Regions from separate parts of the Mus musculus genome. Here regions 2, 3, 4, 5 and 6 are each linked to region 1. A link is a contact called in public HiChIP or PLAC-seq and promoter capture Hi-C data. All regions are on one chromosome and are shown on one strand. Each heading gives the region's core, a stretch centred on a gene start, on an enhancer-like site or on the middle of the called end of the contact. The rest is flanking DNA. Distances are from core to core; before and after follow the strand shown.

The links. Promoter capture Hi-C pulls out the DNA fragments that hold promoters and counts their contacts. HiChIP or PLAC-seq counts read pairs in DNA pulled down with a chosen protein or histone mark.
Region 2: a contact with region 1 is called in an H3K27ac HiChIP or PLAC-seq map of double positive thymocytes, with 5 times the contacts expected there. The contact joins the promoter of Ppp4c here to the promoter of Itgal in region 1. A contact is called at or near these places in 3 of 39 promoter capture datasets (embryonic stem cells, neutrophils and pre-B cells), 4 of 115 datasets of contacts at active chromatin or transcription factors (bone marrow-derived dendritic cells, bone marrow-derived macrophages, double positive thymocytes and 1 more) and 2 of 9 other capture datasets (liver and macrophages).
Region 3: a contact with region 1 is called in an H3K4me3 HiChIP or PLAC-seq map of bone marrow-derived macrophages, with 7 times the contacts expected there. The contact joins the promoter of Hsd3b7 here to the promoter of Itgal in region 1. A contact is called at or near these places in 2 of 39 promoter capture datasets (liver and pre-B cells) and 2 of 115 datasets of contacts at active chromatin or transcription factors (bone marrow-derived macrophages and pancreatic cancer cells).
Region 4: a contact with region 1 is called in an H3K27ac HiChIP or PLAC-seq map of embryonic stem cells, with 3 times the contacts expected there. The contact joins the promoter of Orai3 here to the promoter of Itgal in region 1. A contact is called at or near these places in 9 of 39 promoter capture datasets (the 3T3-L1 cell line, the C10 cell line, the HPC-7 cell line and 5 more), 1 of 484 Hi-C or Micro-C datasets (the N1E-115 cell line) and 11 of 115 datasets of contacts at active chromatin or transcription factors (the NIH/3T3 cell line, bone marrow-derived macrophages, embryonic midbrain and 5 more).
Region 5: a promoter capture Hi-C map of liver shows a contact between it and region 1, with 2.6 times the contacts expected there. The contact joins the enhancer-like site here to the promoter of Itgal in region 1. A contact is called at or near these places in 4 of 39 promoter capture datasets (liver, neutrophils and pre-B cells), 1 of 115 datasets of contacts at active chromatin or transcription factors (pancreatic cancer cells) and 1 of 9 other capture datasets (adipose tissue).
Region 6: a promoter capture Hi-C map of the HPC-7 cell line shows a contact between it and region 1. The contact joins the promoter of Phkg2 here to the promoter of Itgal in region 1. A contact is called at or near these places in 28 of 39 promoter capture datasets (the 3T3-L1 cell line, 3T3-L1-derived adipocytes, the C10 cell line and 18 more), 1 of 484 Hi-C or Micro-C datasets (nephron progenitors), 14 of 115 datasets of contacts at active chromatin or transcription factors (the 230-238 cell line, astrocytes, bone marrow-derived macrophages and 10 more) and 4 of 9 other capture datasets (adipose tissue, embryonic stem cells, liver and 1 more).

The regions. Positions count from the first base shown.
Region 1 is chr7:127,293,831-127,298,387 of GRCm38.p6, reverse strand. It overlaps Itgal (integrin alpha L), which reads right to left and starts at 2,128. Exons shown (of 31, transcript NM_001253872.1): 1 at 1,865-2,128; 2 at 671-770. The coding sequence starts at 1,919.
Region 2 is chr7:126,790,400-126,794,956 of GRCm38.p6, reverse strand. It overlaps Ppp4c (protein phosphatase 4, catalytic subunit), which reads left to right and starts at 2,410. Exons shown (of 9, transcript NM_019674.4): 1 at 2,410-2,534; 2 at 2,734-2,896. The coding sequence starts at 2,799.
Region 3 is chr7:127,798,266-127,802,822 of GRCm38.p6, reverse strand. Hsd3b7 (hydroxy-delta-5-steroid dehydrogenase, 3 beta- and steroid delta-isomerase 7) reads right to left here and starts at 2,214. Exons shown (of 7, transcript NM_133943.2): 1 at 2,109-2,214; 2 at 1,577-1,748; 3 at 1,207-1,362; 4 at 881-989; 5 at 710-809; 6 at 425-587; 7 at 1-37. The coding sequence starts at 1,742. It overlaps Setd1a (SET domain containing 1A), which reads right to left. Exons shown (of 19, transcript NM_178029.3): 18 at 3,595-3,732; 19 at 2,701-3,517. The coding sequence ends at 3,344.
Region 4 is chr7:127,767,090-127,771,646 of GRCm38.p6, reverse strand. It overlaps Orai3 (ORAI calcium release-activated calcium modulator 3), which reads right to left and starts at 1,832. Exons shown (of 2, transcript NM_198424.3): 1 at 1,431-1,832. The coding sequence starts at 1,658. Fbxl19 (F-box and leucine-rich repeat protein 19) reads right to left here. Exons shown (of 11, transcript NM_172748.2): 10 at 3,984-4,202; 11 at 2,719-3,895. The coding sequence ends at 3,717.
Region 5 is chr7:127,006,913-127,011,469 of GRCm38.p6, reverse strand. The region is part of intron 1 of Mvp (major vault protein); the gene reads left to right. Among named protein-coding and RNA genes, the nearest start is that of Mvp, 5.4 kb to the left of the region's middle. Within about 2 kb of position 2,594, at least 296 of the 459 cell types and tissues checked have an H3K27ac peak or open chromatin away from gene starts, as enhancers often do. A contact at or near this core is called in adipose tissue, liver, neutrophils and 1 more, where this site is marked.
Region 6 is chr7:127,571,248-127,575,804 of GRCm38.p6, reverse strand. It overlaps Phkg2 (phosphorylase kinase, gamma 2 (testis)), which reads right to left and starts at 2,457. Exons shown (of 10, transcript NM_026888.3): 1 at 2,349-2,457; 2 at 1,839-1,951. The coding sequence starts at 1,933.

The sequences.
Region 1 (4,557 bases), core at 879-3,378:
TATTTGTGACTAGGTGTGGTGACATAGGCCTGTCACCTCTGCTATTCAGAGACAGCCAGAGGCAGGAGGACAGTAGCCCCAAGCTAGCTGTGGGAATTTAATAAGACCCTGTCTCAAAAAGAAAATAAAAAAGAAACCAGGTCTGGTGGCATCTGCTTGTGATCCCAGCACCTCAGAAGTAGAGGATAGGGGGTCAGAAGTTCAAGGCTCTGCTCAGCTACAGCAAATGTAGAAAAACTGATCTACAGAGGCCCTGTCTCCAACCAAAGAACACAAACCCTGATGTAGCTCTATGGAGAGCCTGCCTAACACACATAGACCTGGTATTCAAACAGCAGCACCACCAACAACAACAAAGCCATCAATGCCCAAGCCTGTCCTACTATGTGCTTAGCTTAGGACAAGCCTGTCCTACTATGTGCTTAGCTAGTCTTTGAATTGGGAAGCAGAGAGGAGATGGTCCTCAGACACTCGTGTGGCTTAGGACCCATCACCCTCACTCTATGGTACTAGAGAGAGCCTTGCTCCTGTTTCAAAGATTCCACCTAGCAGACACTCGCAGAAGAGAGGCCAACCCCTGACATGGGACAGTCCCCACCCCTACCCCTGGGCAGATGTGGGGCCCTGCATACCCTGCTGCTGGAGGGTAGTTGAAAGAATAATAGCTCACCCATCTTCAATCTGCAAGACCTGGTACCCAAAATGTCTTCCAGCTTGTGCCAAGAAGCTCTGCGTAGGCCGTGTGTCCAGGTTGTAGCTCCAGGCCTTGGCTGCGGGGAGCAAAGCAGTCAGCTGCTCCCTATCTGGACCCCCCCCCCCACACACACACACCCCACACACACACAGACCACACACACACCCCCACACACACACACCCCACACACACAGACCCCCCCCACACACACAGACACACAGACACAGACTAGTGCTGCCTCTGAGGCCTGTTCCTCCAAACCCACTCATGCTCTGAGGCTGCCTACACCCAAGCACAGACTGGTGGCGCCAGGACTTTCCCTCTGAGGCCTGGACTAGAGACTAGGAGACTACACAGTCTGTCTCCCAGGGTAACTCCTCCCAGACCCAGAGGACTCAACTTCCCCTTGGACCTATTGGGAAAGAAGGAAGGGTAAGAAGGCGGAGGCCCATGAGAAAGAAGCCAGGGAGGGGGCCTCCAGGCATAGAATGACCAAGTTCCCAGGCAGGGACTGGGAAGAGTCTGCCCTGAGGCCCCATGGCTGCCACACTGACTGCGCTTCTCTGGGCACCTTGCATCCCAGCACCTGAGAAGTGACCAGCCTCATGGAGTCACCATACCCAGAACCCAGCAGGTGACTTAAGTTTCCCAACTCTACCCACCAGACATAGGTATCTCCCGACCTTTTAAAATCCAACACCGCCCCTCCCCCATCTTAGGCAGCTAGAGTGCCCTCTGCAGCCTCTAAACTGTCCTTTTCTGGTCCAACTTTCCTTACAGAAAGACTTATAGCACCTTGTGTCCTGGATATCAGAGATGAGGGTACCCTCTTCACCTCCCTTCAGGTGCCCAAAACTCCCAAGCAGACATAATACAAAGGAGGTGGAGTAGAAACCTAACCCAGCCTTCTCCCATCCTGAGTCCTTCCAACCATCTACCTAAACACGTGAAGGCTCACTCCACCTCCCACCCGCTCTTCCTTCCACGCCCTTCGATATCATGCTTCAAGTTTGTGTAGGTTCCCTCTTCTCTCTCCGGGATTCCTGGGTCCCACATCACCTATACCGTCCATCCCCTGGAGTGGCTCCTCATCTTCTTTGGCTCTACAGAGCCTTCTGGTTTCCCCTGTCACAGACAACGTCCCTTTCCCCTCCCTCCTGGATTTCCTACCAAACAGCTGGAGTCCCAGTAGCAAAAGTCTGGGGCCCGCAATCCGGAAACTCATCTGCGCTTAGGAGGGACCTGTGGGTCCGGACTCGATCTCAGAGAGCTCTTGAGATTTGCTGGCAACCTAGACCCGGGAGGAAGAGGGAAATGGTGGCTTCTCTTGCATGGGGCCCCTTCCAGTGGAACTTTCTCAGGGCTGCCAGGCTGATGACACTGGGTGGGGGTGGAAGGAGGGGGTGCGCTCCTGTCCGGGTTGTGAAACCTCTCTGTTCAGAGAGGAAGTATAAGCAGGTTAGATACATTTCCTGTGCCTACTTGCATTTTCACATCATCCAAGAGCAGACAGCAAGGCGGTTAAATTACTGCCACTTCAGCTAGGCAACCTCCGCTCTCACACCAGGCCCCGGAAGATTCTTCAAAGCCTGATAGAAGGGAGTAGGGAGTAGACTCGGGGGAGGGAGGGGTAAGGGGGGGGGAGGGGAGAAGTGCTGTAATTATATTATCTAAAACAACAAACAAACAAACAAACAAGCCAGATAGAGGGTTGCTCAGGAAGCATCCCTAAACCGTCCCTGCTTGAACCACACAGGAAGATTGTGGGTGACAAAAGGATGCATGCAGAAAAGAGAGCCTGGAGCAAGCCACAGAGCTGCAGGCTTCAGAGCTAATTTCTTTTTTCTTTTCTTTTCTTTTCTTTTCTTTTCTTTTCTTTTCTTTTCTTTTCTTCTCTTCTCTTCTCTTCTCTTCTCTTCTCTTCTCTTCTCTTCTCTTTTCTTCCTCTCCTCTCCTCTCCTCTCCTCTCCTCTCCCTCTCCTCTCCTCTCCTCTCCTCTCCTCTCCTCTCCTCTCCTCTCCTCTCCTTTTCCCTTCCTTCCCTTCTCCTTCTCCTCCTCCTCCTCCTCCTTTTCTTTTTTTCACATTTTTTTTTCCCAAGACAGGGTTTCTCTGCGTAGCCCTGGCCACCCTGGAACTTACTCTGTAGACCAGGCTAGTCTTGAACTCAGAGATCTGAGATCTGCTTACCTCTGGGATTACTGGTATGCATGCACTACTACCATTTGGTTAATTTTGTTTCTTTTTTTTTTTTTTTTTTAAAGATTTATTTATTTATTATATGTAAGTACACTGTAGCTGTCTTCAGACACTCCAGAAGAGGGAGTCAGATCTTGTTACAGATGGTTGTGAGCCACCATGTGGTTGCTGGGATTTGAACTCTGGACCTTCGGAAGAACAGTTGGGTGCTCTTACCCACTGAGCCATCTCACCAGCCCCTAATTTTGTTTCTTAAAAAAAAAAAAAAAGAAAAAGAAGCCAGGCGTGGTGGCGCACACCTTTAATCCCAGCACTCAGGAGGCAGAGGCAGGCGGATTTCTGAGTTCGAGGCCAGCCTGGTCAACAAAGTGAGTTCCAGGACAGCCAGGGCTATACAGAGAAACCTGTCTCAAAAAAACAAAAAACAAAAAACAAAAAAAAAAAAGAAAAAGAACTCAGGACACAAAGACAACTCGATAACAACTTTAAAAAGACAACTTTTGAGGGATTCTTTTTTTATTTCTTTTCTTAAAAAAAAAAATCACTGGGCCCATGGGATGTTTTTTTTTTTTTAAGAAAAGAAATAAAAAAAGAATTTGAGGTGTTAGCTCCACCCAAAGAGCCCACATAAAGGTCAAGGTTGTCTTCTGCCCTTCACATGTGTTCCCTGCTCCCCGTCGTACACACATAGTAATTTTTAAATATTCAAAGTTTTATAAATAAATATATTTTTCAAAATCAAAAATAACAATAATTTTCCTAGTGCAGGGATCAAACTGATGCATTCTATTGCAAAGCTTTGCCCCTCAGTTCATATTATTTATGGGGGGCGGGGTGTTGTTGTTTTGTTGGGTTTTTGTTTGGTTGGGTTTTTTTTTCATTTTGTTTTGAGACAAAGTTTCTGTACGTACTCCTGGCTGTCCTAGAACTCACGCTATATACAAGGCTGGCCTCGAACTCATGAACATCTCTTTGCCTCTGCCTCCAGAGTTCTGGGATTAAAGGCATGTGGCATCACGCCCAGCCATTTATGTTTTAAACGAGCACTCTCCCACTAAGCTACCTGCCCAGCTCATTTCTTTAACCATGAAATAGAAATGGCTGACAAAAACATGAAGGAATGCTCAACAACATTAGTTATTATAGAAAGAGCACGGCAGCCTGTAAGGCCTGCAATTGGGGATGGAGACGGGCATGAGGTGCACCTAAGGCAAGCTACAGTGCAGACAGACCCTGAAAACAGACCGGGGTGGGGGTGGGCGGGTAGCAACCAGGTGCAAAGGTTCAGATGTGGAATTTCATTTGAGTGACATGTCCAGAATAAGTAAATTTTTGTGTGTGTGTTGTTGGAATCAAATGTAGTGCCTCAGGCTTGTATTTCAGTTGTCTATCACTGAATTGCGTCCCCAGCCCCCAGACAGGTAAGCCTGAAGAGATGAAGCGTGGATGAGTGACTGCCGAGGAGCAGGAGGAGAGCACGGCTGCTGAGGAGTTCAAGTTTTTTAATGATTCATGTTCTGGGTTGAAATGGTAGAGATGACTGTACAACTTCATGAACATATATGAGAAAAGCTTTTAAATGAGTGTATGTCTGTGTCTCTTTCACTCTCTGTGTGTTTGGTTTTTGTTTAAGATAGGCTCTTGATTGGCCCAGGTTGGCCTTAT
Region 2 (4,557 bases), core at 1,161-3,660, 500 kb after region 1:
AGAACGCAGAATCCTCTCCTGCAGTGACATAGGTATACAGCTCAACTGCAGAACTCTTGGGTTCCAGGTTGAGAATGGAGCCTCAGAGCTGCTGATGTTCCCTGGTGATAGAATAAGAAGCACATCAAACCATGGGCCATCTGTATTCTTGCCACATTATATTGAGTGTAGTCGGTGTGCTAGTGCACACCTTTAATCCCAGCACTCAGGAGGCAGAGGCAGGCAGGAGGCCAACCTGGAACTCACTACAAAGTGAGTTCCAGGACAGCCAGGGCTATACAGAGAAACCCTGTCTTGAAAAAAAAAAATTCTGCCTAAATGAATGGATACAGTGTATCTGCCTTTGGAGGCCAAAAGGAGTGTATCAAGTGCTAGCTTCTGGCAAGATAAGAAACCTTAAGGAGTGAGGGCTTCGGACTATAACTCAGTAGCAGAGTCCTTGCATGGTTACTCATGGTTGTGAGCCACCATGTGGGTGCTAAACTGCTGAGTTCTCTCTCCAGCCCCATCATACCTCTAGTAATTTATAGTGCTAGAGACTCTAAGTATAACTGGGGACGACTTAGATCTTAAGCATTTCCTGTTTCCTGCCTTCTCTGCCCTTCCTGTGCTTTCTGTTTTCCTTCCCAAGCATCTTTTTCTTTGACACTTTCGTTTTCAGTGATCTGCGTAGAATTGTCTTACTAGGAGTATCAAAGCATAGTCTCCACTGTCCTAATATTCCCATGTATTGGCCAATAGTCAAAGCTATGCGCAGGCTGTGGATAGAGCCCAGTGGCTGAGTACTCAAAGCTCTGGTTCCTTCCCCAGTGCTGCAAGGGAAAACTCAAATCCCTATGCTTCCCCAAACTTCAGCCTCCCATTTTACTGCTCATCACGTACTTGTAGCCTTGCTCTCTAGAATTCTGTAGCCCACACTGGCCTTGAACTCTCAAGATCTGCTTTCCAAGTACTGGGATGAAAGGCATGTGCTATTCTCCTAGCTTCTATGAGGCGATCCTTTTTATTTTATATACATTGGTATTTTAACTGAAATGTGTGTATGTGTGAGTGTTGGATCCTCTGGAACAGTTGTGAGCAGCCATGTGGGTGCTGGGAATTGAACCCAGGTGGTTGGCAGGCTGGAAGAGCAGTCAGTGTTAACCACTGAGCCATCTCCCCACCCTCTATAAGAAAATCTTAAGGCACATAAAAATTGTTCAAAATTGAGAGGGACAATAGAATACTGAAAAAGAGGGAGTATGGTGTGCAGAAGATCAATAACCTGCTCTGCCTACAGCAAAAGGCAAAGAGAAAGGAGGCAGACTGCATGCACTGCGAATTTGGGGAGCTCCAGGGGCTGGCTTAGTGTTTGTGTTGCTTTGAGTTTCAGCAAATGAAAGGTGAAAGCCAGACCTGAAAACCACTTTTTTCTGGATTAATTTTTGTTTTTTGCTTTTTGAGGCAGGGTTTCTCTGTATAGCCCTGGCTGTCCTGGAACTCACTTTGTAGACCAGGCTGGCCTCGAACTCCCAAATCTGCCTGCCTCTGCCTCCTGAGTGCTGGGATTAAAGGCGTGCACCACCAAGTACAGCTATGGATTCATATTTGAGCTTTGATTGAAACTCCAGACTTTCAGCATTCAACTGTGATCAAGCTAGCCTCCAAACCCATTGCCACCTTCAAGGAATATGTTCAGGCAATAAGAAGCATTGTTGGGTGTGGTTGATTAATATCTGGGCTGAGATTCGCTGTGAAATCTGGGCTATTCTAAGCTACAGTGCAACCCTGTCAAGAAAAAAAGTGAACTATTTTGGAAAAGCTTGGTGTCCAGAGAGTGGACACTTAAAAAATTTTTTTTCAATTAGATTTAAGCCTCCGTGTTTTCTCTCATCACCATATGGGTTCTGGGGATCCAAATCAGGTCAGTAGGTTTGGTGACAAGTTCTTTTATCAGATATGCTATCTTCGTGAGGTGACCGCCCCCCGCCAAGTGTTTGCTCTGTAGCTTTGACAGCCTAGTATCCACGATCAGCCTTAGCCTCCTGAGTTCTGGGATTACAAATAGGCCACTATGTCTGGCCCAGGTTCGGAGCTCCTCCATGGGACCGTGGCAAGAAATGTGGACCAGGATAGGCTCTTTCATTGAACAATTATTTATGCATATCTGCAATACTTGGCCTTATTCTAAACACCGGAGAGGCAATGATGAACAAGGCAGTTTTATCCGTGAGATCTGTAATAGAAGCAGCCCAGGGAATAATGTAATGTGAGATGAGAAGCCTACCGCGGCTCGCCTCACCAGGCATACACAAGTACACCAGGCGCACTGCTGTATTTGCCTCCAACCAACTTCGCCCGCCCACTTCCGGCTACTTCTCTTCTCCTTCCCGGTGCCTCAGCGAGGCGTGGCTCGTGTGCGTCACTTCCGGCGCGCGAGAGCACTGGTTTCCCTTTGCTTCCGCGGCGAGGCCGGAAGTAGAAGCGGCGGTGGCGGAGGCCCAAAGCGGAGGGAAGTGGGGAGTCGAAGAGACTCAGCCGGAGTCTCCGCGGCGGTAATTGTCCGAGGCCCCTCTAGGCCACCGTCCTTAGCGCGGGCCCGCGGGGTTCGACGGGAGTTGGCGGGGTGCGGCCAGGGCAGCGGGACGCGGAGGGTCCTGGGCCGCCGTGAGGGGAGGGGGGGGCGGTCCCAGAATCGAGTCCCCCCTCCCGCACGGACCCTCTGATTGGCGGGCTCGCCTTCCCTTTTCCCAGGAGACCCCTGTGCGGTCCGGAGGGGGCGGCGGCCCCGACTCTGACCCGCGCCGGGGGGGTGGGCCATGGCGGAGATCAGCGACCTGGACCGGCAGATCGAGCAGCTACGGCGCTGCGAGCTGATCAAAGAGAGCGAAGTCAAGGCCCTGTGCGCCAAGGCCAGGTGAGCCCGCGGAAGGGACTCCAGCCGGTCGCCCCGGGGGTCTCGGCCGGGCAAACTCCGCCGAGAACTTAGGGCTTGCCCAAGCCCGGAAACGTCGCCAGAGAGAGGTCCGGAGAGCCACTTCTCCCCAGGAACCACGGGGCGGCTGTGTATGGGTTTCTAGTGGAGTAAGAGCGAGTGGCAGGAAGTTCTAGGGAACTCAGGGAAAATGGCTTGCCCTGCTGGGGTGAAAGTTTCTTGGAGGGGCTGAGTTCTCGGACAGATTCTTAAAGAGTGAGGAGATGGTTCAAGGCAAGAAAACAAAACGTGATTTGCGAAAGCCTCTCAATCCCGTCAGTCCTTAAAAGAGAAAATGACTTTGTGTCTAGTTTAACAAACAAGGACTCCAATTGTTCAAAATTACCAGCAAGGAAGGAATGGAATCTGAAGCCAGATCTTGTGAATACGGATCCTTTTAGTTATGATTCTGGAAGACGGAGTTGAGCCACCTTCGTGTTCCATTACGATCCTAAGAAAAACAATAAATAGGTCACACTAGAAGAGTTTCAGACTAGCTCATTTTACTGAGTTGAGGTCTTTTCAAAAAAGGAAGAGTTTTTGAAAAAACTCACAGCTTCAACACAATTTTTTTTAAAGATTTATTTATTATTTTTATGTAAGTAAACTGTAGCTGTCCTCAGACACACCAGAAGAGGGCATCAGATATCATTACAGATGGTTGTGAGCCACCATGTGGTTGCTGGGATTTGAACTCAGAACCTTCAGAAGAGCAGTCGGTGCTGTTAACCATTGAGCTATCTCCAGCCCCTCTCAACAGCCCCTCCCAAGCCCTTGGGATGCCAAGAAAGGAGAATGAGGGGTTTAGGGTCATCCTAAGCTAGGTCAAGGCCACAACATGAGAGCTAAGCATGATATGGATATGGAGAGAGGCAGAGTTCTCTGGGAAGTAGAAGGAAATTGTAAGTCAGGATCCCAGTTTGGGGTGCAGTGACTGTGGATTTGAGTCTGAGCTCTGCCACTTTGTGTGGTGTTGATTTTGAAGTGTCTTAGGAGTCAGTAAAATGGAACAAGTTGTGTTGAGTAAAACAGTTGTGACCATTCTGCGCAGGAAGTGAGTTTAGCATGATGTTGAAAGTTATGAGATGGTATTCAAAGATTGAAGCTAGCTGAAACTTTGTGGGGGGGGGTGTTTGGTTTTGTTTTGTTTCAGAGACAGGGTTTCTCTGTGTAGCCCTCCTGCCTTATCTTTTAACTCACTGTAGACCAGGCTGACCTTAAACTCAGAGATCCCTGCGCCGCCCCCGCCCCCCCCCCCTTTCCAGTGCAGGGATTAAAGGCGTGTGATACCACCCTCTGGTAACCAAGGTGCTTCTAAGAAAAGGTAGACCAGCCGGGTGTGGTGGCACACGGCTTTAATCCCAGCACTTGGGAGGCAGAGGCAGGTGGATTTCTGAGTTCCAGGCCAACCTGGTTTACAAAGTGAGTTCCAGGACAGCCAGGGCTACATAGAGAAACCCTATCTTGAAAAAACAAAAAAGAAAAAGAAAAGAAAAAGAAAAGGTAGACCTTGAAAGATACATTGACCAGCCAACAGCACAGTGAGAAGGAATATTCAGATAGGGTGGGAGTAGGTAGGTAACAGTTGAGGCCGGAAACTTGCA
Region 3 (4,557 bases), core at 965-3,464, 500 kb before region 1:
TCCCGGGCCACCAGTATGTGCATCCAAGCAACATTGCCTGCCAGCAGGGAGGGAGGGAGGGAGAGAAGCTGGCCTTGGCCCCGTGTAGATCTTGCCCACACCTCTCTACTGTCTGATTAATCAAAGTTGCCCTTCTCCAAGGCCCCGTAGCCACCAGCCCTCCTGGGCATCCTGCAGCTACTTGGATCCCGTGTAGATGCTTTCTCCCTTTCTCTGGAGAGCTGTCGCTCCTGTTGCTCATCATAACCTACGCCATGTTCTTATGTCAGCCCTCCCAACTGCTTGGATGCTTTCCCCGTTTTTCAACTCATGCAGAAAATGCCCACATGCCACTGTCTGCCTGAGCTCGCGTGGAGCCAGGCGTACACGCGTGACTCTGCCACCATCAGAGCCACTCCTCGAGCCCTGCTGTCCCTGTCCTTACCAACATAGACCCGACCGTGCTCCACAGAAGCTGGGACGGCCCGAAATAGACGACCTCCAAAGCGCAGTCCCTGGTAGTAGAAGTCTCTCATGACCTGATGACCTTCACCATAAATGCCCGTGGGTCGAAGGGCACATGTCACCAGGGGTAGCCCTCCATTGACCTGGTGGCAGAGGGGAATTTTGAAGTGTACCCACCCTCTCCACCGTGGGCTGGAGATGGATGCAAAGAAGCCTGGGACTCAGGCTCTGCCCCTGCAGCTCAAGTCCCATCTTTGCAGTGTACCTTCCTTCCATTGGCCTCGAGGACCAGCTGCTCAGCAAGGGCTTTACTGCATGGGTAGGGATGGCTGTGGACTGCCTCATATGGGGTATCTTCATTGCCCCTGGAGAGGGGAGAAAGAAGACTGAGTGCTGGAGGGAAATGGGCTCTAAGATTAAGTGGGGCTGAGCTCACCTGTAGAAGGGGTGGCCCTTGATGTTAGGCCCCACCACTTCCATGCTGCTCGTGTAGACCAGGTACTGAGTGCCAGTCTGCACACAAGCATCAATCACATTCTGTGTGCCTATGGAGGAAAGGGACAGACGCAAGCTGTGTCTTCCCGCCTCTCACTCCTTCTGCCCCCCCCCCCCCCCCAGTGTCCAAGGAGAACCGCATCAGGTCAGGACAGGGTTCGACAGCAGTAAATGGACAAGGTTATCAAAAAGGACAGGCCCTCCCATAAAAATCACTGGTCAGAGGCAGGCCACACACTAGGGGCCAACAGGTAGGTAGCAGCTCACCCTGCACGTTGACTTTGTGGATGGTCTTTGGACTGGCCTTCCCAAACACATCCACCAACCCAGCTGTATGGATGACCACATGTGATCCAGACATGGCTGCTGCCACCTCATGGGCCTGAGTCACATCCCCCTGGATGGCAGTCACCTGCACAGGCCCTGGTGGAGACCCGAGGCAGTGTCAGAGCTGGGGCCTTAGCCAGCTGCTGAGTTTGGCCTGTCCACACCCTGGAAGCCACATGAACCAATGACTCACCCGGCCCCTCTGTCTGGTGGAGAACAAACAGGAATCATCTTTTCCATAAGCTGAGGTATCCCAGTCTGGGAAGGGATGGGGCCTCCCTACCTCCTGCTACTGCCCCACTCCAGTCACCTGCTTTCAGCTCCTCCAGCCAAGAACTCAGGTGCAGGTCAAAGACACGCAGCTCCCGGAGCCTGGGCTCCCGTTCCAGCAGCATCCGAACAATATGTTCCCCCAGGAAGCCGCAGCCACCTGTGACCAGGTATACCAGTGTTGGCACCTGTGCAGAGTCTGCCATGCCCAGCTGTGGGAAGAGAATTTAGCTCACTAGAATTGCCTGGTAGCACCTGCTCCAACCATGTGTTCTTCATAGAAGGGATCATTAGGTGGGAGCAGTGTGGGTGGAGAGGCTGAGTAGCAGGGGTGGGTTGCAGTTTTCTGTGCCTGTAGCACTAAGGCTCCCTGCCCTCTGACCCTAACTGCTGAGTCACTAGAATTGGATGCAGAATGGGAGGGATTGAGGCGGGTGGGGGGAAAAAAAAAAAAAAAAAAAAAGACTAGATTACTAAAGGACAGGCAGAGAAAGCAAGGAGTTGAATAGGGAGGTTGGAAGGGCGCAGGCTAAAAGGCAGGCCAGCTGGGCCTCAGTATCAGCTCTGCCTACCTGTAGTAAGTCCCAGGGCGCACAAACTGGCCACTGGAGGAGGTTGTGTCCTGGACTGGTGGACCAGCTAGATGTACATAGGCTTCCTTCCTTCCGCTCGCTCCTCCCTCCTGACCCATTCCAGGAAGGAGACCAGCCTAGCCTCCACCCCTAGGGGCGGGCAAGGGGGTTTGGAGGGAATTTTCTTGCCAGAGTGCCCCCTGGTGGCCAGTCCACTCTTCAGTGGCAGGCAAAGGACAGAACCTGCCCATTTGGTAGTGTATTTCAGGATAATAGGGTAGGGAAGGGATGCCCCCATCACTGATATGTTTGTCCCTCCTGCTGGGTCTCCCAGTAGGCTGAAGGCCCAGCACCAGCTATGGTTCTGGGAGGGAGAGCAGGGTAAACCTGATCTTGACATAATTCTGGCTAGCATCCATAGTGAGACAGATCTGGCATGTTTGTTGTATCTAGGTGGTTGGTCCAAAGCAGCACTGCGGTCTGCAGGTTGATTCACCCCAAACTCAAAGCCACCCATTCCCCCTCTCTCCTGCTTCACCCACTGTGGCAACTTGCATCCCAGTCTGCTCTTCCCAAAGATACTGACCAAGCATTTTTGTACAATAAAGTTTAATCACAATTATAAAAATGTGGTGTTGGGTTTCACTATTAACATTATGTACAATCCAGCCCAACAAGAAGGGCCTGCCCCCCACCATCCTGGCCCACTGAGCCAGAGCCCTGAGACACCAGGGTGGGAGGGTGACCCACAGGGTCTGGCAGGAACAGATGAGGCAGGGTTCCAGGCACAGAGTTCCCAGGACTAGGGGCCAAAGGCCCCCCCAGGGGGAGAACATGGCCACTGCCCCAGAGACCCCTAAACTGGGGCGGGGTGCACATAGGGCAGAAGGGGAAGTCCCCATTAACATGAAGCAAAGGGCTATGCAGCCCCCAAGAATAGCATCTATACAGGCTGGTACCCCAGGTTTCCACAGGAAACAGCTGCTGGCAGCTACAAAACATTTACAGCTTCTTCTTCGCAAAGAAAAAAAAATTAAGAGGGTGTTTGGGCATGGGGCATAGGGGAGGCAGCAGATGCCTCAAAGGACTGAGGCTCCCTTGTTGGCCTCAGTGCTCCCTATCCCACGTGAAGGTGGGGGCAGTGGGCCCTGCTGAGCCCAATAAGGCTGGGGTGCTGGGAGCTTAGGGCACCAAGGGGGAATAAATAGGGGTGAGGGCACCGGTCCTGCCCCACCTCAGTTGAGGGAGCCACGGCAACTTTCAGTGCCGCACAGACACGGAATCTTGTTGTCTTCTAGTGGGAACTTGTAGTCGTAGGTGATCTCCTCATCCACGCCGATGGGCTGCTTCGAGTAGATGACAATCTTTTTCTGAGACTCAATGGTGATCACCTTCGCATAGCAGTTGGGCTGCAGGAGGTGGGAGTGTAAGCCACAGCCCCACCTCACCCCTGCCCAGCCCAGCCCCGGCCCAGCCCTGAGCGCACCGTGCAGCAGTGGTTGATGAACCTGGCGAGGTTGCCACACTTGGTGGCATCAATGATGGTGTCGTGATCCACCCGGAAAAGGTAGCTGCTGCCAATGCCCTCCTGCACGTAGCGCTTTTCCCGCATGTCCGCTACCATCTGTGAGAGTAAGACACGCCCTAAGACTTCAGCCACTGCATGGACTAGACTTGCTCCCCTCTGGCCAAGCCACCAGTTCCTGGGCCCATGTTGACTGGGTCGGCATCTGAGTGTACCTGCTCCCACCCATTCTGATCCAAAGTCAGCAGAAGGGGACTCTGGGGAAACCAGCACTGGCTCTTCTGAGAACCTGTGTGGCCATAGTGGATGGAGTCCATAACATGCTGTGGGCCCGGGGCAGCTTCCGAAATGACAGTGGCCATGCCTTGAATTGAAGCCTTTCCTAGGACTAGCCTTCATACACAGGCACCTACTGGGCAGCTGGTGAGAGCAGATGGCAGATGGTCTGTGCCAGGACAAAGGCCTTGTGCTGCAAGGGGCAGCTATTCCCAGGAAATAGGTAATGCAATTGCCACTCTCACTAGGTGACCTCCCCCTTTGCAGAGTTCTAACCACCAGCTCTGCAGTGAGGACTCCTTCCAGGCGTCACTCTCCAGCCAAATCTACCTCCATAAGAGAGTGGGATGCCATTCCTACATCCCTAGGATCCTGAGCCTCACGTCTGTACTGAACAAATCTTGACCACACTCTGTCCCTTCTGCCCAAGCACATTCCTAGAAGCTAACGGCGAAGGCCTGAGAAAGGACTCAGCACCGTGTTTTCACCCTTCATAGCTTGGCTACCTGGCTGTCAATTACTTTGAACCCACAGGCTAGACTCCTGTCACCTCTGCTGACATTATCTTATCCATACTTTGGATCTGCCATTAAGTCCCACTGAGGCCAACCCACAGCCAGAGGGAGCTTACTAGTTTCACAACCCCTT
Region 4 (4,557 bases), core at 583-3,082, 470 kb before region 1:
ACTTACAAAAATAAAACTGAGTATTTTGGGGAATTGGGCCACCGCAGATAGTAGGCAGGTGTGTTCACAAACAGGGATCTGGGCCAGGCTTAATTCTGGTGTCTCCCAGGGTCCAACCCAGGGTTCTTTGTCAGGACTGGGGGCGGTCCTAGAACCTACACATTCAGCCTACTGCTCCTCAGAGAAAGCCCTCTCACACTGACACCACAACGATCTGCTCTGCAACTTCTGCTGCACACTGTACTGTTCCTTTAGAAGCAGGCGGAGCCACGTGGTTCAAACACAAGCTGCTGTGCCCTTCTTTCTGTGGTGCTGATTCCTTTCAGTCAAATGTCCTCAGGAACTATGGGGCTGTTTGGGGGAAATCTGGGCCCCTTACAAGCAACAGAGCAAGAGCAACCTTTAAGATTACAGATTCTTTCGTCCTGATATTGAGGTTGCAGAAAAAAGGGAGGTATTGACCTAAGTTACTTTTATATGCCCTCACCTTAGCTCCCTCCAAGGCCTATTTACACAAGGGTACATTATGAAGGGTGCCCTCCCCCCAAGTGTGAAGAAAACTGAAACTAGCAGAGCTTCACTCCACACCCATACCCTGCGGAGCATCCTTGTCTAAACAGCAGCTTCCATGTAGTCTAGATAGCACACTGTTCTAGAAGAGCCTCCTTTGCTAAGCGGAGCTTGTTCTAACACACCTAGTTCTAGGGGGTCTCCATAAGAATCCCACATCCTCCTGGACAAAAGCTTGGCAGACCACAGAGACAGCACCTTCTATGATGTCACAACTTCCTAAAGATGGCAACTGGAGTGGATGTCGACTTGGGGCCGCACAGCTGGCCCTAAGTAGGGAGGAACCAGGACACATCTGCAGGCCACACTCTGGAATCTTCAGTTCCACTTCCCGGGGCCACTGCTGGGACCGTTAGCTGACATTATCCTCCCACACCTGCAGTTTATCAGACTTATCTGCTAGCTCCCTGATCAGCTTCCTTCCCCAGCAGCTTCCTCATGGTTTCTTAGTTTTCCCGGCAATTCTCTGTGCCTTCTGAGAGGTGGGCCCTTCAGTCAAATGACTCTCACATACACTATCCCCCTTCCCCGATCTGGTTGATATAGGCTCTCATTCAGCTTTGACTGCCTTTCAACTCTCGAGGACTTGGTAACTAAGCCACTTCAGACTTTCCCCCCACCAGTCTGCATCTGCTGACCTCTTTACTCCCTTCTTCCACGGCATTTCTGGGACCGATCTTCAGTCTGTTTATATTCCTAGAGCTGTGCCCGACATAAAGGGTTTTTCCAGTCCCTTGGGACTTAGCTCCTTCTTTTATCCTAAAGAAACCCTTTTATTCAGTCCAGTACTGGGGACCCATTTTCTTGACTTCTCCCACCACGTGCTTTACCCACCCCGTGTACCCCCTCCCACCCCTCACCATGGCGAAGCCCGACAGCAGAGCAGATGTGCGGCTGGAGGCTTTGAGCTTAGCCCGGCTGAGGTAGAGGCGGCGCCAGCTGAGCGCCCGCAGAGAGTGCTGACTGGCCCCCATAAGGTCCAGGTAGCCGCGGTGCACGAACTCCCGGTACGTGGCTGAGCCCGCGGGGCTGTCCACCTCCGGGTTCAGCGGGGCCTGTTCGCCCGTGTCCCCCTCGCCGCCCTTCATCCTGAGAGCAGTTACACCACAAGCGCAGATGGTCAAGGAGGGGCCGAGGCGCCTTGTATCCCCAAGAAGGGACGGCCCAAGCGCGGGTGGGACCCCATCCTGGGTGGCAAGGCAGACCCAGCGGGAACAGTTACGGACGCGTCTAGAAGGCCCAGGGGCCGAAACAGGAACTGGGGCAGGGGCGGAGCCCGGTGACCACATGATTGGGTGGAGCCGTGAGACGAACCCCTGCAGTCTGCCCACGGGCAGAGATCTCAAGGGACCCTCTAACCCAGGCCACGACGTGAATGCTCAGCCTCAGCTTTTGCTGGGACTTTGCTGGCCTCAGACCACCCAGTGTATGTACCTGGACATTCACAGGTGTCCAGACTTCCACACTCCTCTTTGAGCAGTCATCTCAGGAAAATTAAGCCCATTTTCCTCCCAGAGACCAAAGGAGCCCCTTCCACCATCCCTACCCACCACTCAGACTCGACACCGCAGACAGACACAAAAAGTCAGCGGCCCCGGCTAGATTCTGAGTTTTATAGCAAACCTTATTGTACAGACTTGTGGGGTTAGGGGTCCAGCCCGGCTGGGTGCCCCACTTGTCCCTCGCCGGGGTGCCTCCTCCCCTCCCGCAAGCGGCCCCACCGTCAAGCCTTTCTCCAACCCCAGGCCCCCCCTCCTGCCTTTGGTCCGCCCAGCCCCCGCCCCCAACCCGCGCACCTTCCTGTTACCTGAGGTATGTGGATAGATTCCCCTCCCCCCACCCCCATGTAGTACAATCCAGTTCCCCCTGGCCTAAGTTGAGTGGGACCTAGACCTGACTCCTCCCTCAGGCTCTTGAGACCCCACCCCCACACTGGAAGAAGGAAAGGGGTGGGAAGAGGGGAGGTGCCAAGAGTCTGTTACTAAGTTCCCACAGCAACTAAGAGGGACCGTTTCCAGTCTTAGCACTGATTTCCGGAGGTGTCCATTGGCTGCTATTTCCATGGCAACCAGGAGTGGCAGTTCCCTGGGCAAATGGGACACGAGTTTCCATGACGATGAAAGAATGGGAAGAGCCAAACTGGAGGAGTCCCATCTTGCCCATCTTTAAGCTGACATTTCCCCACCCCAACTCAAGTGAAGGGTGGAGCTGTTCAAGACAGTAATGCAAGAGAGCTAGGGGTGGGACAGTCCAAACTGGGTACCCATAGCCCAGTCTCGGTCAAGCTGGTCCCCTCACATCACACTCCCCCAAGTCCGAGATTCCCCCGGTTCAAGTAACACTTCAGTACAGATGAATGTTCAAGTATTGTGTAGAGAGCCAGGCAGGGGTCTGGGCTACCCCTCACCACTCCCCTGGGCCACCGAGCTTAACAGCAGGTAGACCCGCGGCCCCTACTCCTTGCAATAGCTGCCATTTTCAGTGACGTTCAAGGAGTCAAGGTCGGGGAAAACTGAAATCTGGGTAGAGGGAAGGGGAGAGAGGCAACCCTACGCAGAGGGTACTATCCCCACATCTGCTCCTCTCCCAGCCCCCAGTCCTGGCATTACCTGGCTTGTAGCGCCCCCTGTCTTGACACTCGGATCCCCAATTGCTCCTCTGTTTTCCCTTTTTGGCCCCCCATCCCACCCAACTGGTCTTTGTTCCCTGAACCCTTGTTGGTCTGATTTCTGCCCTCCCCACACCCATCCATCGCCTCCCCCAGCCCCCAGTATCCTGTGTACAAGATACCATGTCACCTCATTTTCCCTACTCCAGACTTGCACCTTCACCGCCCCTCCCTCCCACCATCCCTTTGGCTCAGCACCTCCCCAGTACCTCTTGACCCACTCCCCAGAGGGGATGGACAATGAAGCAGGTGAAAGGGAGAGATGGGAAGCAAAGACCCCCAGAGATATCAGTGCAGGTGGGAGAGAGGGAAGGCTGGCTCAAGTCCCTGGGCAGGAATCCCAAGTCATTAAACTGAGGAGTGCCAAGTCATGAAGAAAATAACCTGGCCTCCCAACAGGGGGTGAAATGAAGGCAAGAGGTCCAGGTTCTCTGGCTGAGTCCTGGGGAAGGGAAGGGAAGGGGGCATCGGCACCCAACTAGCTGTCCTTGAGAAGCAGTTTCTCTTCTGGGCAGCGAAAGGGGCCAGGGGGCCCAGCAGCCGCCAACCGGGCACAAGCTTCAGGTGAGAGCTGGCGGCAGGAGCGTAGGTCCAGGCGGCGAAGACGTGGGCATCGACGGAACAGTGGAAGGCAGTGGTCCGTGAGGCGGTGGCACCCTGCGTAAGGGGCAGCAGCAGTTGAGATTAGACAGCTAAGGAGGTAGCACACGGTAGACAGGGACTTCACACGGGGGATCGCACTTACCAGCGAGATTGAGGTGCACCAGTGTTTCTCGAAGAGGGGAAGTAGGAGCCGTGAGGAGGTGGACACTGGGGTCCCCAACGTGGGCGCAGTGACTCAGGTCCAGGGCACTGAGCTGGGGAGCGTGGCGCAACAGGAGCCTCAGGGAGGCATCTGTGAGCTCCAGACCAGCTAGGCGAAGTTCTGCCACCCCCTGCAGTCGGCCTCGACTCTCAGTTTGCCCTAGGCAGATAAAGTAGTATTAGCGCTCCTCCCAGCCTGTCCTCGTGGTCTTCATTATCTGCCCTACACCTGCTCCCAACAAGGGAGTCTCCTCAACTGCTGCTGCTCCACATGACTGGCTCTTCACAGCAACACGTGGCATCTCAGCTGACCTGCTCCTATCCCCTCAGGGAAACCTTCCGGGAGAGCTCTCAAGTCTCAACATTCCTCAGTCCTAAGCCCCCATCTCAGGGATCTGATACACTGTATACATTTTTGCTTTTTGACCCTTTCCTCCCTCCATAGAAACGGCAGTTCCAAGCAAGCAGGAACTTTTGCTCAATGCTCTGTCCCTAGTAGGATGCTCGGTGTCTTT
Region 5 (4,557 bases), core at 1,345-3,844, 290 kb after region 1:
CCACTGAGTTGATGGTCTTGTTCTCCTGAAGGCGGAGATTTGAGGCCTTCAGCTTCACAGTGAATTCACAGCTACCCTGGACCCACCTGAGAAAGAAGAAAAGGTCTTGGTCTTTGCCCTCCAGATGTAAACAGATTTGTTGAGCTTGGACTGTTTGAGATGGACCTTCCCCTCCCTAAACCTGTAGCTTTAGGACAGACACCTTTGCAACTTTTTCAGTCCAGCAGAGGAAGTTTGGTTGCTAGGAGTGATTCAGAGCCAAGGTTGCAATAACAGAACTGTGACAAGGCTAATGTTTCTGGTTGTTGAGGTTTGGTTTTGTTTTTGAGGCAGGGTTTCCCTGTACAGCCCTGGCAATCCCGAAACTCTAGACCAGGCTGGCCTTAAATTTGGAGATTTACCTGGCTCTGTAGCCTTAGCTAGCTGAAAACTTGCTCTGTATCTCAGTCCTTCATGTTGTAGTTTTCTTCCTACTTCCTAAGTGCTAGGATTATAAGCATAAACCACTAGACTCAGCTCACTCACACACACCAGCATCGCTCTGGGTAACCCAGGCTAGCCTGGGCTAGTGCTGTCACCATCACCTCCAGATGGCTTATAGCTGGTCTTTGCTGCTTTGTGGGTTCTTTTCCCCACCCTTTATCCTCCCCTCCACCCCATTTCACCCCCTACCACTAGATAAGAGAAAAGGAGAGAGGAGAGAGATCCCTGAATTGAACTTTTGTTTCTTTTATGAGCATGACTACTAACAAACCAAAACCAACCAAATGAAGCCAACAACCACCCACGCTTGTTGGGGTGCTAGCATTTATGTACCCTCTGAAAAGTTCCCAGAATTCCAAATGTCACACAGTTGCAGAAACTATCTGCAGCTGGTAAAACCATGCCTCTGCTAGAGCACGAGGCAAATCATAGTCAGCTGCTGTGGACGGTCCGATGCAGCCCACACCCCACACCTGGGATTAAAACAAAAGTGCTTTCTTAAAATATTTCTGTATTTTTAAAGAAACCACAATTCCAGAATTCTCACTACAGTGGCTCTCAATCTTTGAGTCATTGTGAGAACTTTTTAAAAAATTAATCAGTGCTCAGACCCTACCCTCTATGAAAGAAACCCCAAATCTCCAGAGATACACAGCTTTAAGAATGTCCAGGAGAGATGGCTTGACAACGAAGAGCTGGTCCTGCTCTTACAGAAGTTCAACTCCCTGCACTCACATGAGCACTCCCACACAGACACATAGTTAAAATAATAAAAGACTAAGCTGGGCAGTGGTAATACTTGCCCTTAATTCCAGCACTCCAGAGGCAGAAGCCAGCAGATCTTTGTGATTTCAAGGCCAACCTGGTCTACAGAGTGAGTTCCAGGACAGCCAGGGCTACAGAGACTGTCTCAAAATTACTACTACTACTAAAACAAAAAAGAAAACCTCCCTGCGGACCACGAGCAGTGAGGCACTGTGAACCAGCCACTGGCTATTTAGATTCCCTATGCCAGACATTCGAAGGTTATTTTGAAAATTCCTGAAATGTGATGATTCATGGCTCATTGATTTTGGCTGATACATCAACATTGCCTTTGAGTTGCCAGAAAAGGAACGAAGCCAAGCATGGTGGCCCATACCAGTAGTCTCAGCACTCAGGAAGTCGAGGCAGGAGGCTTGCTTTGAGTTCGAAGCCTTCATAGACTTCATCATAGTAGTAATCCACTACCCAGGGTTACATAGCAAGATTCTATCTGGAAAAGAAAAAGGGAAAGAACAGACGTAGTAGTTCACTCTAAGGATTTGGAAGACAGAAAGATTGCTGTGCAAGGCCAGCCTGGGCTACAGAGTGAGACGTCTCAGAACAAAACCTGGGGCTGGCAGCCTGCCCTCGTTCTGTGTCGTGCACTGGAGACCAGTAAGCCAAGCTGCACCCTGGCCTCACACACCCCTCTTTGCACAGCAGACTGTACCCCAGCTTCTGCTGCTACCTGAGGACTAGCTGTGGCTCCGAGCAGGCCAGACTAGACGTGTGCCCAAGAGCCGGCAAGAGCCGGCAGGGAGCAGGGCTCAGCACAAGGCAGAAAGGAGAGGTGCAGCCGGCAAGAGTTGGAGCCAGACCTCGGCATCCGGACCTGGGGCAGCCATAGACAACCCTTTGCCACTGGCTTCTTCATTTCTGTTGAGACACATTCTCATTATGTAGTCCTTCTTAGCCTGTAACTCACTATGTCGACCAGGCTGGTCTCCATCTCACAGATACCTTCCCACTTCTGTCTCCCAAATACTGAGACGAAAGGCAGGTGCTACCACACCTGGCATACTGTGTCTTTTGAGGGCCTTGAAATAACAGAAATAAAAGGCTGGAACTGTGCACATCATCGAGTAAGCTGCCAGAGTGTGAGACTTGTCACAAATCTAAGTGCCAGAGGCATAAAGGCGATGCCTGCTCCAAGGGAACTGACTGGTAGTCTCAGTGGTGGGGGAGCTATGGGGCGTGGTAGGGGAGTGGACAGGGAAGTGAGATGGAACCCTTGTACCGAAGCAGGGGCCTGGCCTCAGAACAAGGCCGGAACCCAGCCTGATTAGCTTTGAGGAAGGCTCTTGCTGAGTCACTGAGCTGGGAGAGGCTCTCAGGCCCCCTGACTGTTCCCAGCTGGGGTGACAGATGGTGGAGAGGCCTCAGTCTTGGGGAGTGGAGCCAATAGAGGCTGTGCCTGGAGCCTACTCCCACCTCACAGGACCTTCTATATTTCTCTTCTTCCGGGTGGGGCCTCCAAACCCTGCTGGCAGTACAGGCCCTTCTTCTTGTCCCATCTGGTTTCCTGGCTTGGCTTCTCCCTTGCAGTGAACCTGCATTGGAGCCCCTGGAGAGATGCTGTACCCAACTGTGGGGAGCCCCTGCATAGCTGTGCCTCTGGTGTGCGAAGCCTTACCTGACCAGTAGACAAGTGAGGGTTCAGCCCTAATGCCAGATGGGGAAGGAGGCCCTGACTACACCCCTCAGTGGGTTAGGAAAATTGGGCCTTGGGCCCTGTCTATTCTCAGTAGTAAACACTGTACTGGTAAAGAGCCAGGCTTGGCTGTGGGTGCTTTCTGTACAAACGTGTCATCACCGTGCTGGGAAAAGACTATTAGTCATCTCAATTTGGTAATGGAGGAGGCAGATAGAGGAACAAAGGACATCCTGTAAGGTCGTTCATCCAAAGAGGGTCAGGTGTCCAATGGCGGTGGTGGTACACAACTTTAATCTCAGCACTCAAGAAGCAGATAGAGCCAGGGCGTCGTGGCGCACACTTTTAATCCCAGCACTTGGGAGGCAGGGGCAGGCGGATTTCTGAGTTCGAGGCCAGCCTGGTCTACAGAGTTCGTTCCAGGACAGCCAGGGCTACACAGAGAAACTCTGTCTTGGAAAAAAAAAAAAAAAGAAGCAGATAGATTTCTGAGTTCCAGGCCAGCCTGGTCTACATAGCCAGTTCCAGGACAGCCAGAGCTACACACAAAACAAAACAAAAACAAAAAAGAGGGTCTTAGTTTAAGTGGCTTTAGTCTTAGAGTCTTGAATGTTGCTCTCCTGGAACAGGGTTCCATTTCATGTCCTGCAGCAACTGGAATAGAGGCAAAGTTGAGCCGGATATGCAGTGGCTTGGAGGACTCAGAGCAGAGGGATCAGCTTGGGGGCAGGGTGGGGCATAGAGGAGAGATGGGACACCGGATGGACAGGACTGGACAACATGGCAGGACAGAGCCTGGAAGTCAGAAGGCAAGTTGTAAGCCTGGAAAAGCTACCCTCCTGAGAATCGGGGATCTCAGCCTCCTGTGAAAAGGGAACCCAGAACAGCTTCTAGGTTAGATCGAAGCTGCAGGGTTAAAGAAAGAGGCAGTTGTTCCCTGCTTTATGTGTTTCCAAACAAAGTCCCTTCAGAGCAACTTCGGGATGGACTTGATCTTACTACTGTTTGAGGTTGCAGTCAGCATGCCTGATGGTATGGCAGCAGGACCCTGAGGCAGTGGGTCACACTGTACCCACCAGCTATCAGGACCTGAGGCAGCGGGTCACACTGTACCCACCAGCTATCAGGAAACACTGAATGCTGGTCCTCAGATTTCTCCTTTTGAGTCAGCATGAACCCCAAGCCCACAGAGTGGTGGTTAGGCTGGGTCTTCCCACATCAATTAAACCTACTGTAGAAAATTCCCTTAGAAACATGCCCTGAGGACCATCTCCTGGGAGATTCTAAACATTGTGAAGTTGGCAGCGCTTAGCCATCCCAAGCAAAATTTCCTCCCTTTAACATGGGAAGCATATCAGAAAAGCATTGTAGTCGGCGGTGGTGACACACGCCTTTAGTCCCAGCACTTGGGAGGCAGAGGCAGGTGAATTGTTGAGTTTGAGGACAGCCTGGTCTACAGAGTGAGTTCCAGGACAGCCAGGGCTACACAGAGAAACCCTGTCTCGGAAAAAACAAACAAACAAACAAACAAAAAAAAAACAGAAAAGCATTGGGCCAGGGAAGTTAGCTTAGCTGGTAAAATGCTTGTCATTCAAGTGAGCCCTGAGTTCAGTCTCCAG
Region 6 (4,557 bases), core at 1,208-3,707, 280 kb before region 1:
TTTAAATATCTACGTGCAATTGTCACTGTACACTGTCTTTGAGCCTTAATTTCTCACCAGAATCCTGGTTCTAAACTGCTTTCATGACATCTCCATGTGGTATCTAAATGTGCCTGGCCAAATCTAATGCCACACGCCTGCCTTTCTCAGGCCTCAGAAGCAGCTCCTGGCAACCTTCTAAAAGGGCATTCTTTCACTTTTCTTACTAGCTCACAGATGGCATCTCCCCACCGTCCTCTGTAGCTCTTCTAAGTGATCAGGAAATGGTGACATGACCCAGGAGCCTCAGCCCCGTCCCTTCTCTACACTGTCCCTGCTTAGTGCCCCTTTCTAAATGTTGACTCCTCCACATTTATGGTTGTTATCCAGACTCAAACCCACTTGAGAGCATTATCCATCCACGGGGTATCTCAAACTTAGTATTTCCAAAATAAAACTCCTGACTAGTTCACTCCATTCCCCAATCTAATCCTTCCTCAAGTCTTCATTTCAGTAAATGGTATTCAGGTGCTCAAATAAAGACCTTAAAAGTCCCCCTGTTTTCCCCTTCCTTATGACCGATATCCCCTCTCCTCTGAAGCCATCACTTGCACCTGCTTGCTTCTCTCCAGCTCTGCAATCGCCACGAGTCCAGGCGTCACCATCACCAGCCCTTCCCTATCTCTACATAAAGGCCAGAAAGAGCTTTTTAAATTTCTAAGTGTTTTAAGTGCCACCACAAGTGTCCTAACACAATTCCCCAACTCACACCAAATGCACAGCAGACTAGAAGGTGGGCTCTGCTTTTACCCTCGTTAACCCAAGCGCAGAGAGTAAGCGCCCTGCTCACAAGCACGCTCCACGTCATGGTACCGCTCTGAAAGCGTCCGCATCATGGCCTAAAGCCCCATTTTCCTCACTTCCTTTCTTGTCTTTCCCCACTCTGTCTATGGTCTAGCCACTGCCTTGAGCCCTGCACTAACTGCCCCCTCTAAATGAGAAGACACCCCCCCCCCCCAGCCTATTCTCACACTTTATGTCTCAGCTCAAGTCCTCGGAGCTGAGAATGTGGCTCTGTAGTAAAGCACTGTCTCTTAGGATGGGGCCCTGAGTTTAATCCCCAGCACCATGAACAACCAAACACCCCTCCCCCAACCCTCCTGTCATTTTCTTAGAAGTCTCCTAAAGCCCCTCCTCTGTGGAGACCCCGTTGATTGAATCCTACTGCCTACTTATTTTTTCCCCTAACGCTCCTTTCGACCTTTATCTTTTTTTCATTATGTAAAGATAGAAACATTTCCAAGACAGAAACTTCCTCAGGGTTCCTGTTCTGTCACTCCCTCACCCGGTGTTCTTGGTGCTTAACACAACATAACCAATACACTATGCTTCTGAAACTAAACCATAAAGCATCTGTGGTGGCGATCACAGTAGCAATCCCTGCTCCCCTCCCCGACAGGGTTTCTCTGTGTAGTCCTGGCTGTCCTTGAACTTCCTCTGTAAACCAGGCTGGTGTCAACTCAACAGAGATTCACCTGCCTCTGCTGGGATCAAAAGCATTCACCACCACCGCCCAGCTCCAAGCATCTTTTCTACAGACCCCTACTTCTCGAACTAGATACCTTTGAAATGCTCACGTGATGGGTATTTTCTACCTTCCCGTTGTCTGGACCACAAACAATTGTTGACAATATAGATGAATAGAGGAAAAAATGCGGGTTAACTCGGAATACTAGCCAAGTCACTAACTGTTTTCCACTGTCCACTTCCTAACTATCCAGTCTTCAGAAGGAAGCCTTATTTCCTGGCTGGGAGCTGACTACACTGGGCCGGTGTATGCTTCAGCTGTGAAGGCTCACCTGCCAATGATGTCCTTAGGGTCGTACTTCTGGTAAAACTCTTTGGCCGCAGCCCAGTCAGGGAGTTCATCCTCCGGCCCCACGTCCAACGTCATTCTGAGGGATGTGGGGGCCTGGGAGGAGGAAACGGAGGGCAGTGAGGGCAAGGAGGCCCACAGGTTCTGAGAGGATGCACATCGTGGCTCCCGGGGGCGCAGCACCTGCGGCTGGGGCGCCAGGGTCCTGGGGGTTGGGGGTGGGGTAGGGGAAGGATCAGGACCGGGGAGACCACAACGAAGGGCCTAGGGGGGAGGGAGGGAAGCAGGGCAGGGAAGAGGATAGGGAAGGGCGGGAGGGGGGAAAGGTGGCTCGGAAGAAGGGGGAAATGGCACAAGTGCGGGCGGCTGTTACCGCGCAAGCGCACTTGGCGTCCACTGGGAGGGGCGCGGGGGTCTCGAGCAGGATGACCCGTGCGAGCGGGGAGGGGGAAGGGAGGGTGGGGGGAGGGGGGTGAGGAGGGAACAGTCTAACCTGCGCAAAGACCCTCAGCTGCTTGGTTTATGTTTGTTCCTTTGCTTTAACCTGTAAGGCTCCCACAGCGACCTAAGGCACCGCCCCCATCATTGCAGCCAATGGCCCCTGCTGTTTGAGAACTAGGGATTAGAAACCCTCCGATTGGAAAATGGCAGTCCAATAGGAAGACGGGATTCCAGGGCGGACAAGGCCGTTGGCGCTAGAAGTCCCCAAAAGGTCTCCACCATGAGGAGGAGCCTGAAAAACAGCCAATCAACATGTAGCACTTGCTTTTCTCTCCTGGTGCTGCTGGTCTGTAAAGAGACACGGAAGTTAGGTTACCGGAAATGTGATGTCTCCGCACTACCTCACCGTGCCCTCGGACAAGGCCCTTTTAGTTTCCTTCTGGAATCCTCATTTATTATAGTAAGAGCCTGTTCCAAAATTCCTTTTTTTGTGGAAACCTGCGTGTAGACAAGTGTGGTCATGCACGCTTAATCCCAGCACTAGGAGGCGAGGCAGGCAGATGGATCTCTTGAGATGGAGGCCAGCATGGTCTACAAAGTGAGTTCCAGGACCGGCAGGGCTGTTTATACAGAGAAACTGTTTTGAGAAACACAACAAAACAAAATGCATATGCAGCTTGGCCGTTTGGTCCTGACTAGAGCTTTCAGGATAGTGTCCATCATCCTGGGGTCACAGACTCCTACCGTCTTGCTCCCAGACCCTCCTGCATTAAGTACACAAGGTTGTTAAGGTCCTGCCTAGAGTAATTCCAAAGCCAGACATATCCTAAAACCAAGGTTCTGGAGTAACAGCAAAGAAAAAAGCAAATCCTCAAGGTTACAGTCCAGCAAAAGAGAAATGATAATTTTTGTTTTTTTAGACGGTGTCTCACTATGTAGCCCTTGTTAGTCAGGGATTCGTTGTGTATCCCAGGCTGGGGTGGAACTCCAAAGATCAGTCAGTTTGAGTGCTGGGATTTAAGGCTCAGGACGCCTAGATTACAGCATGATTTTCTAACAGCTTTTTCTATAAGGAAACCAAGTAATTTAGTGTTTTTGCTTTCTGTCACTGTAGAGCCTTTCCTCATCAAGCTTAACTTTAACAACTTGCAAAAATAGTTTTGAACTTTCCTAAGTAGGTTTGTTGTTGGTACACAGGGGATAATTATTCTGAAATTAGTCAAAATAATGTATTCATATAATTAGGAACCGAAGAGTCTTCCTATGAGAATATGAAATCTGGAACTAGAGGAAGAACTACAGGTAAAATTTGGGCAATGGTGAAAAACAGATTAAAAAATAATTTTATATTTTCCAGTATTGATTTCTAAAAGGACCCCCAAAACAGAAGCTAGTATAAAGTCTAAATGCTGATTTCTCTTGGTTGCAAACAAAGGAACCAGGGATCTTTGGGAAATGACCAAGGACAACAATAATGTGTCAGGAATCACAACCTGAGCCTCCCGATATTCCATTTAACTCACAGACTTTAAGTAGGTGGGGTTTACTGCATGTTCATTATACTTGACTAGAACATATTTTAAAGATGACAGCAGGACTTGGGATAGAGCTTAGCTATTGAATGCTTGCCCAGCAGGAACAAGGCCAAGCAGAACTCCAAGCGCTGAAAAGAGAGAGAGAGAGAGAGAGAGAGAGAGAGAGAGAGAGAGAGATGGGTATAAAAATTGAGAAAGTATATAAATTATTCACCTGATGAATAAAGGAGAAACAGTGATTTTCGGTGATGCAGCTGCTTTTGAGTCACTATGCTCCTATATAAAACCAAATAAACTCAGTGGTTAGTGACTTTCTTTGGCCTTCAGTATGCCCTATCTGGGATGAATAAGTGTTTGTTCACATCTTTCCAGTAAAGTCAAACAAAGCAATTGGCATATGAACAGGAACCCACAAACCCAACAGTTAGCTGGGAGATGCGGTTCCATGTCCCTACTATGGGGACGAGACATACTTCTGAAATGGTCTCAGTATAGCATCTGCAGGGGCAAGGGCTATCCGGATGATTACTGTGCCCCAGTGTGGTAGGAAATATTGTGCCACCTTGCTGTCCAGGCAGATGCATGTTTCCTGCAATGAATAAGAAGTGCAATCAAAGCTCAGAATTCTGAAAGAACAGCATTTTTGAGAGAGAAAACTTCAGAGTGATCCAGCTGTCATCTCATTTGTTGTAGGGTAGCATGTCTCCTTGCTGAATGGGGTCTGCC